Linked DNA regions of Mus musculus: region 2 is linked to region 1. The links are chromatin contacts, called in public HiChIP or PLAC-seq maps. All regions are on one chromosome and are shown on one strand. Each heading gives the region's core, a stretch centred on a gene start, on an enhancer-like site or on the middle of the called end of the contact. The rest is flanking DNA. Distances are from core to core; before and after follow the strand shown.

The links. HiChIP or PLAC-seq counts read pairs in DNA pulled down with a chosen protein or histone mark.
Region 2: a contact with region 1 is called in an H3K27ac HiChIP or PLAC-seq map of microglia, with 4 times the contacts expected there. The contact joins the promoter of Ccdc13 here to the enhancer-like site in region 1. A contact is called at or near these places in 1 of 15 datasets of contacts at CTCF or cohesin (large pre-B cells), 4 of 484 Hi-C or Micro-C datasets (B cells, the P5424 cell line, cortical neurons and 1 more) and 3 of 115 datasets of contacts at active chromatin or transcription factors (bone marrow-derived dendritic cells, bone marrow-derived macrophages and microglia).

Annotation. Positions count from the first base shown.
Region 1 is chr9:121,247,673-121,251,693 of GRCm38.p6, reverse strand. Ulk4 (unc-51-like kinase 4) reads left to right here. Exons shown (of 37, transcript NM_177589.3): 15 at 651-832; 16 at 2,723-2,769. Among named protein-coding and RNA genes, the nearest start is that of Gm34735, 21 kb to the left of the region's middle. Within about 2 kb of position 1,748, at least 16 of the 459 cell types and tissues checked have an H3K27ac peak or open chromatin away from gene starts, as enhancers often do. A contact at or near this core is called in bone marrow-derived macrophages and microglia, where this site is marked.
Region 2 is chr9:121,837,581-121,841,601 of GRCm38.p6, reverse strand. It overlaps Ccdc13 (coiled-coil domain containing 13), which reads left to right and starts at 2,141. Exons shown (of 16, transcript NM_028384.1): 1 at 2,141-2,191.

The DNA of each region.
Region 1 (4,021 bases), core at 499-2,998:
TTTGATGTCTTTGGTTTGTGCGGGAAGCTGGAGGCTGGAGTTCCAGGTTTTGCCAGCCACCCTACCGACCTGGATGTGTCTAACAGTCATTTTACCAGACTTGTAAAAGTGTGTGTAGATGTGAGTGGATGTAGCTGTATGTGGTTGGATCTGTACACATGCAAGTGTGAGCATGTGTGTCAGAGCATGGCCCCAGTGTTATCCTTAGACACACTGTCTATCTCTTCAGAGGGAGGTCCCTTGATCTGAGCTCATTGACTAGACTAGACTGGCTGGCCACGGAGCCCCAGGAAGCCTCAGCCGTCACTTGCTGAGGGTCAGGATTGCATGTGTGGCTTCAGACTCACGTCCTCATGCTTGCAAGGCTCCCTGTCTCCCCAGCTCTTGACCCGAAAAGATTATTATTATGGTCATTGTCATTACTGTTCTTATTGTAGCAGTTGTTCACTGACATGGTTATGTCTCCCTGGGTAGAGGCCAGCCAAGTAGCGCATCGCCTCAGAGCCGAGGTGGGGTGCCTTTTTGTTAACTGTCATGTAGTGTTTCCTCCTCATCCCGGCCCTGAGTTCTCTGTTCCTCTGCTTCTCACTGGATGTCTGCTCAGCCCTCTCCACCTCACACGTGCTCCCTCTGCTTCCTTCCCTCCACAGTGGAGAAGTTGCTGGTCCTCAAGGACCAAGACTGGAATGACTTCCTGCAGCAGGTGTGCTCCCAGATCGACTCCAGCGAGAAGAGCACAGGGGCGCTGCGGGCCAAGCTGAACCTCCTGTGCTACCTGTGTGTGGTGGCCACGCACAAGGAGGTGGCCACCAGGCTGCTTCACTCCCCGCTGGTAGGTACTGCAGGGTAGATGGGCCTCCCAGGGCCCCACCACCTACTCTGTGTGGTTGGCCTCTGTATTTCAAAGACATGTGAACAAGAGCTTGGGGCCGAGTGATGATCAGCTCAGTAGTAGAACAGAACAGGCAATAAAAACAATAGACCAAGGATATGTGTGTGTGTGTGTGTGTGTGTGTGTATGTGTGTGTGTGCATGTTAGTGTGTGTATGTGTGTATATGTGTGTGTATGTGTGTATGTGTGTGTGAATATATGTGTGTGTGTATGTGTGTGTATGTGTGTGTGTGTGTGTGTGTGTGTGTGTGTGTGTGTGGTGGTAGAACAGGGGATCCCAGAGCCTTACCCAGGCCAGGCAAGGGCTCTGCCACTGAGCCACATCCCTGACCCTAGTTTTTATTTTGAGCCACCGTCTCTGAGTTCCCCAGGCCTTGAACATGTTCTGTAGCTTAGTTAGATCTTGATCATATGATCCTCCTGCCTCAGCTTCCCAAGTTGCTGGGATTATAGGTCTGTGCCACCATGTCCAGATGGATACAATCGTAATCTGATTTAATTACAAAGAATAAAGTGATTTATTTTTTTATGAAAAATTTTCTCATGAAGGTTTTGGAATCATCATCAACTTCCTTGAAGCAGTTGTGTGGATGGTGGTTTCGAACTGTGGACATTTTTGTTAAGTGTTGGCCGGGAGCCATTGTACCTGTCTGTAATCAGGAGATGGAGCTCTGTGCTGGAGTAAACTCGGGTGGCTCCTGCTCCAGGCCACCTGGACAAATGCGAGGGTTTCCGATGTGTGAAAGGACAGAAAGCCGTACAGCATTCGCTTCCTGTTCTCCTTGGCGGGCCTCACTGGTGACTGACTGGCCAGGGTCGGCAGAGCTCCTCAGGCCAGCCGCTGGAAGCTGCGACTATGGCACTTCCTCAGGCGGGCCGCTGGAAGCTGCGACTGTGGCACTTTCTGCTGAGCCCCTGAAGTCAGCCTGGAGGAGTTTCAGTTCATTTTGTTCCCTCCCTGTGAAGGTTGCTGTGTGTCTGTGGGGGGTGGGGAGAGTAGTTAGTAGGACAAATCGAGAACATCTTGCTCTTAATTTTTTAAAGATTCATTTTATCTTTTTTTTTTTTTTTTTGGTTTTTCGAGACAGGGTTTCTCTGTGTAGCCCTGGCTGTCCTGGAACTCACTTTGTAGACCAGGCTGGCCTTGAACTCAGAAATCCGCCTGCCTCTGCCTCCCGAGGGCTGGGATTAAAGGCGTGCACCACCATGCCCGGCTGGATTCATTTTATCTTTAAATTGTGTGTGTGTGTGTGCACATGTGCATGTTACATCAGGTGCTCTTGGATGCCAAAAAGAGGGGGTCAGTTCCCCTGGAGCTGAAGTTACAGGTGATTGGTGCTTATAAACCTCTATGTGGGTGCTGGGAATTGAACCTGGATCCTCTGCAGAAGTAGCACCTGCTCTTACCTGCTAAGCTGTCCCCTCCATTGCTCGGTTCTTACCACTTCTTCTTCTTCTTCTATTTATTTTTTTATTTTATGCATATGAGTACAATGTAGTTCTCCTCAGACACATCAGAAGAGGGCATTGGATCCCATTACAGATGGTTGTGAGCCACCATGTGGTTGCTGGGAACTGAACTCAGGACCTTTGGAAGAGCAGTCAGTGCTCTTAACCCCTGAGCCATCTCTCCAGCCCCCAGTTCTTACTTCTTATTTATGTTTATTTTGCTGGCACACTGGCTGAGGTTCCATGTCTGTCAGTGGTCACCTCCCTGGAGGGAGTCTCACTTACCCCAGCTGTGTAAGTTTCCCTGCTAATTCACCGATTGCTTTGGATGTTGTTCTGAATAAAACTTACATTTTGATGTTTTTCTTTTTTAAATTCTAGTTCCAGTTGCTAATCCAGCACCTGCGGATAGCTCCTAACTGGGATATGTAAGTAACCTTCGTATTTTAAAGCACATTCTTTGTGATTTTGTAGTTATTGCCAGATACCTCATCATAAGCACAGTCCTAAGTCATCCGAAGTGAGCCTGCGGTAACCATGAGACACTCGCAGCCACTGCCTGTTGTCCCAATGTGGAAGGCTGTCCCTTCTCTGGGTGTCTATTGTGAGATCGGCCCACCTTTGGGTTTTTCATCTTGTGCCTGCCTCCGACACCTCTGTCTTCCTCCGGTGGCAGGAGTTTCCCCACGGTATTATGGAAACTGATGGGACAATCATGCACGGTGCTCATGTATGGGAGCTGCAGGCTCTAGGCTCCTCTTGCTGGGGCTTGATCACATGATGGAACTGTTTTCTGGGAGGAGTCTATGTGGGATGCAGAAGTGTAGAGTTGGGATCCCAGGTCAGCCCTACCTCACCCGCAGGGAAATCACGTTCACTGAGCCTCAGTGCTCGCATCTGTAGAATGGGGCTGTGTCCTCACCTACTCAGTAGATCCTTGGCAGACTGTGGGGCCAGAAGAGAGGTCTGGTGCACCATGGTGGGGGGGAGGGGGGAGGGGAGGTGGGGGAGGGATTATCTGTGTCATCTTGGAGACTCAGGATGGAATGCTGAGGTTGACAGAGGTGTGACAGCAGTTTCTCCTCATGGTGAAATACGAGGGCATCCGTGGAGTTTTCGAAAGGCTTTGGAAGGAAGTTTTTCTTGTATCTCAGTGCTGTTCTTGCAGCAGACAGAACTGGGCTGCTGTTTGTCAGATGTCATTTCCTGGTCTGCAGCGCCCCCTGCTGACTTGAAAGTGCTTCTATTCCTTTCTATTTTTTTTTTTTGTCTGCAGGATTTTAATGCTCAGTTTTCACAAACACAATTATCTATCTAATTTTATGACTTACAGTAAAATGTGCTAGCCTCTAAAATGTGTATTATTTAACTGTCTTTTATACTCCTTTTCAATCTTTTAAAATTGATCACTGGGAGTTTTTACACAAGTAACACTCTAATGTATTTACTTGAATTGCATGTCCTAAGAACAAATGAAATCCATGATATTTGGATAATGAATGAAAATCTCAACCAAAATACTTTTCACTGGAGAACAAGGGATCTGCACCAAACACGTGAACTTTGTAGACTTCAGTGTAGGACAGTGTAACAAGGGTATTTGCCCGTATTCCCCAGCCAATCAGCTTCGAAGCTAGCTGTTAAATCATTTTAAACTGAGAGTTATCTGTCATGTTGCTG
Region 2 (4,021 bases), core at 892-3,391, 590 kb before region 1:
AGCTGCCTCGTGATTATGAAGTGGGTGAATGGCACATGCGCAGTGTGGAGAAGACCCTGCCGCTTTGTGGTTCTATCTACTGAATCCACTCTGCCTCTTGGCAGTCATGCAGATTTTCAGTTCTCAGCCTCGGCCCAACACATAGGCCACTGAAGACCATAAAAAAGAAAGACCTGTTGGTTTGTGCTTTCTGGTCACATAGCACATCTGGAGCATCGGGAGGAGAAAGCAGAGAGGAAGCAAGGGCCCAGGGAAACTGAGCATGCAGTGGGTGTGGAGGGAAGCGAGATGGAAAAGGATTGGTTCCCTTCAGAGTTTAAATTTACCAAACTATGCTAAAAAAGAGTTGCCCAGCTGGAGTCATGTCTGAGCAGTTAAGAATTCCTCCTCTTCCAGAGGACCCACGTCAGGAGGTTCACAACCACCAGTGACTTTGTCTTAGGGTTTTACTGCTGTGAACAGACACCACAACCAAGACAACTCTCATAAGGACACTTAATCGGGGCTGAGTAACAGATTCAGAGGTTCAATCCATTATCATCAAGGTGGGAGCATGGCAGCATCCAGGCAGGCATGGTGCAGGAGGAACTAAGAGTTCTACATCTTCATCCTCAGGCTGCATGCAGAATAATGACTTCTGAGCAGCTAGGATGAGGGTCTTAAAGCCCACACCCACAGTGACACACCTATTCCAACAAGGCTGCACCCCCTAATAGTGCCACTCCCTGGACCAAGCATATTCAAACCATCACAGACTCCAACCCTAGGGGACCCAATGCCTTCTTCTGGCCTCCATGGGCACACACACACACACACACACAAAGAGAGAGAGAGAGAAAGAAGGAGAGAGAGTTAGAGAGAGAGAAGCTTTATGAAGGAGATGCTGTGCACCTGGACACACTGTACTGTACTGCGAGGGGGTGGGCAGGTGGATGCAGGGCTGTGGGTATCCAGCCCTGTATCTTCTTCACAAGTAGTGATGTACTACTCACGTTAAGTAAATGGGAAGCAGAAAAACAGGTTTAACATAGCTGGAGACTTTCACATTATAAAGGCTAGTGAGAGCATCTGGCCTCCCTCAGCTCATTTTTCCTATGTGTTTGCCTCCCTTCAAGTCCCTGAAATACAGCAATGTCAAACTGGGAGATTTTTTTTTTAAGTATTTTCTTAAACACACACACACACACACACACACTGTTTTTTAAAATCTTCTAAAATGCAAATAAATAAATAAATTCATAAATAAGAAGACCTAAAATCCTACCATACTGATATAATTGCCTGTGTGTTGTTTCACGTCTAGGTTTTCTTAGTATGGGTGTGTGCAATTGTTTGTGTCGGTGCACATGTGCATGGGATAGACAGAGGTTGTCTTCATTATTTGTCCTCAACTGCTCTCCACCTTTTGTTTTTTGAAAAAGGGTTTTGGGGTGAACTTGAATCAGCTCCTGGACTGGACTAGACTGACTGGCGAGGGATGTGTCTTGTCATCCTGCGATGTGACCCATAAACGCTTTCAACATTCCTCTTTTAGTTCTGTGCGCTGTTTGAAAAGGAGGAAGCGTTTTGTTTTGGTTTGGTTTTGGTTTTAGCATTATTAATTTTGGCCTACTCCAATCACAATCATAACCCAACATTCTTCCCGCCTTGTTTTGTATTTCCAAAGATAATATGGTTAACTATGTTACATTTCATAAAAACCGTCCACTTTCCAAAACCCTTGGAGGCCAGTAGGATATGCATCCTACTTTTTCAAAGACACTGGAGGTCGGTTGTGCACGGTGGTGCAGCCTGTGTCATCCAGCATTCAATAAGGACAGGAGGATGAGAAGTTCAAGGTCATGCATGGCTACAGAGCGAGTTTGAGGCCAGTCTGGACTGTATGATACCCTACCTTTAAAAACAAAAACAAACAGACCCCCCAAATCCTTAAATAAAATACACTCCGGAAGAGTGGAGGCTTCGTAGGCACTTTGCATTCTCATGTCCAGCTGGTGTGTGCAGTTCTGTGGGTCTTCCCGGACCCCTCAGCACGCTCAGCTCAGACCTTTAGAGGCTCTCTCGGCCCCCGTAGACGCGCGCGACCGTGCTGGTTTCCCTGGTGACGGTTGCCAAGGCAGCACATGCCGGCGTCGGGAAGGGCGGAGGAAGTGCCCGCGGCCCTTAAGACAGACCCCGAAGCGCAGCCGCGGTAAGTGGAGGAAGGCTGAGTAGAGCGGGAGTCAAGCGAGGATCGAACCGGAGCGGATCAGGAAAAAGAACCGGGGGCTGAGCGGGGAAACTGAACCGGGAGCCGAGCGGAGCGGGAAACCGAACTAGGAACCAAGAGTGGAGCCGAGAGCGGGGAACCGAACCGGGAGCCGAGCGAGGACCGAGCCAGGGACAGAGCGGGAAACCAAACAAGGGGCCAAGTGGGGACCGGAACCGTGGCGAGAGTGAGGAACCGAATCGGAAGCCTAGAGTGGAGCCGGGAGAGGGGGATCGAACTGGGGGCCGAGCAGCGAGAAGCCAAGACTGGGAAACCAAACCATAGACCCTGCGAATGGCCTCTCCTTGGGGCCGGGCTGTTCCCACCCCTCCCTGGGCAGACTCGTGTTTTCCGCGCGAGGAGGGTTCGTGAGGCAGAGGAACGACCCAGCGACCTGCGTGGGCATGACTAGAAAGCAGGTCTTCTGCAGCTGCCACTCAGCACGTGGCTGCTGCCCTGACTTGACCCTCATTCTGGCTTGTAAAAACATACAGGATGGGGAGGTGGGATGGGCTGCGTGGGTGAGCTAGAAAGTGGCAGGCTGGTGAGAAGTGATGGGTGCTCAAGGCCCCATCCACCGTCCTGCGCACAGCTTTTCTCTTCCTTGGTCTTTTGAGTAGGGTTTCACTCTGTAGCCTGGGATGGCCTTAAAACTCACTAGAAGACCCATGCTGGTCCCAAATTGGTAATCATACTCACATTTGAAGCAGGACGGGACTGCATACCAACATCTTGTCTTAAAGAGAAAACAAAAGTTGTAAGCAATTAGGGTTATCTGTGGTTTTAAGGTAGTTTGTTGGTTACAAAGTATAGTTGTCTAAAAAAAAGGCCAAATTCTTTCATGTTTTTTTTATAAATATTCATTAAGCACCTACTGTGTCCTGTTGTAGCATGGCCATGAACAAAGTGGATGAAAATAATGATCCTGGTAGGCGTGTTGGTACATAGCCAGCATTTGAGAGACCAACACAGGAGCATTGCCAAGAGTTTGAGGCAAGCCTGGTCTACACAGCAAGTGCCAGGTCATCCGGCCAGCCCTTGCAGGACCCTGTCTCAAACAGCTAAAAATAAAGTTAAAGTGTGTGTCCTCTGGTAGTGTACGTACTAGTGGGAGGAAGCACAGTTGGTATGTAACGTGTGCTACAGGTCAGGAGCAAAGGTGAATGACCTGGGCAGGGAGATGGTGTTCTGTGAGTACAAGCAAGGGTTGGGACAGTTCATACTCACTAGCAAGTTGACTGGATTTAGAGCCATCTAGGAAACACTCCTCTGTGTGTGTGCACGAGTGCATGAGGGTGTCTCCAGAGAGGTTTAGCTGAGAAAAGAAGACCCGCCATCCCACGGAGCCCCAGACTGAAAGCAGGAGTGGAGCCTTCATCTGTCCGTGCTTCCCCACAGTGGACCCCCTGCAGCCGTCCACTTGTGGGTGCTGTCCTTCCCCAACATGGTGAGCTGTATCCTCCAAGACTGTGAGCCAACTAAGTCACCTTGAGTTGCTTTGGTCACACGTTTGCCCACAGCAATGGGAAAGGTAACTCATATACAGTGGGGACAGGGGCAGCGCTTGTCAGGAGCTCAGGGGAGTCATCCCAGTGGAAACCCATTGAATCCAGAGATGTCCAGGAGGCAACCAGAGAACACACGGAGACAAGAACTTAGAAGGAGCAGTCAGAGTGCAAGCTGTGAGCCCAAGGCACCCCTAGTGCTGACGCGGGAGGGGAGGGGCCCTGGCTTTGTGCTGAGGAGAGCATGTTGGACAGTGTCAGGGCCAAG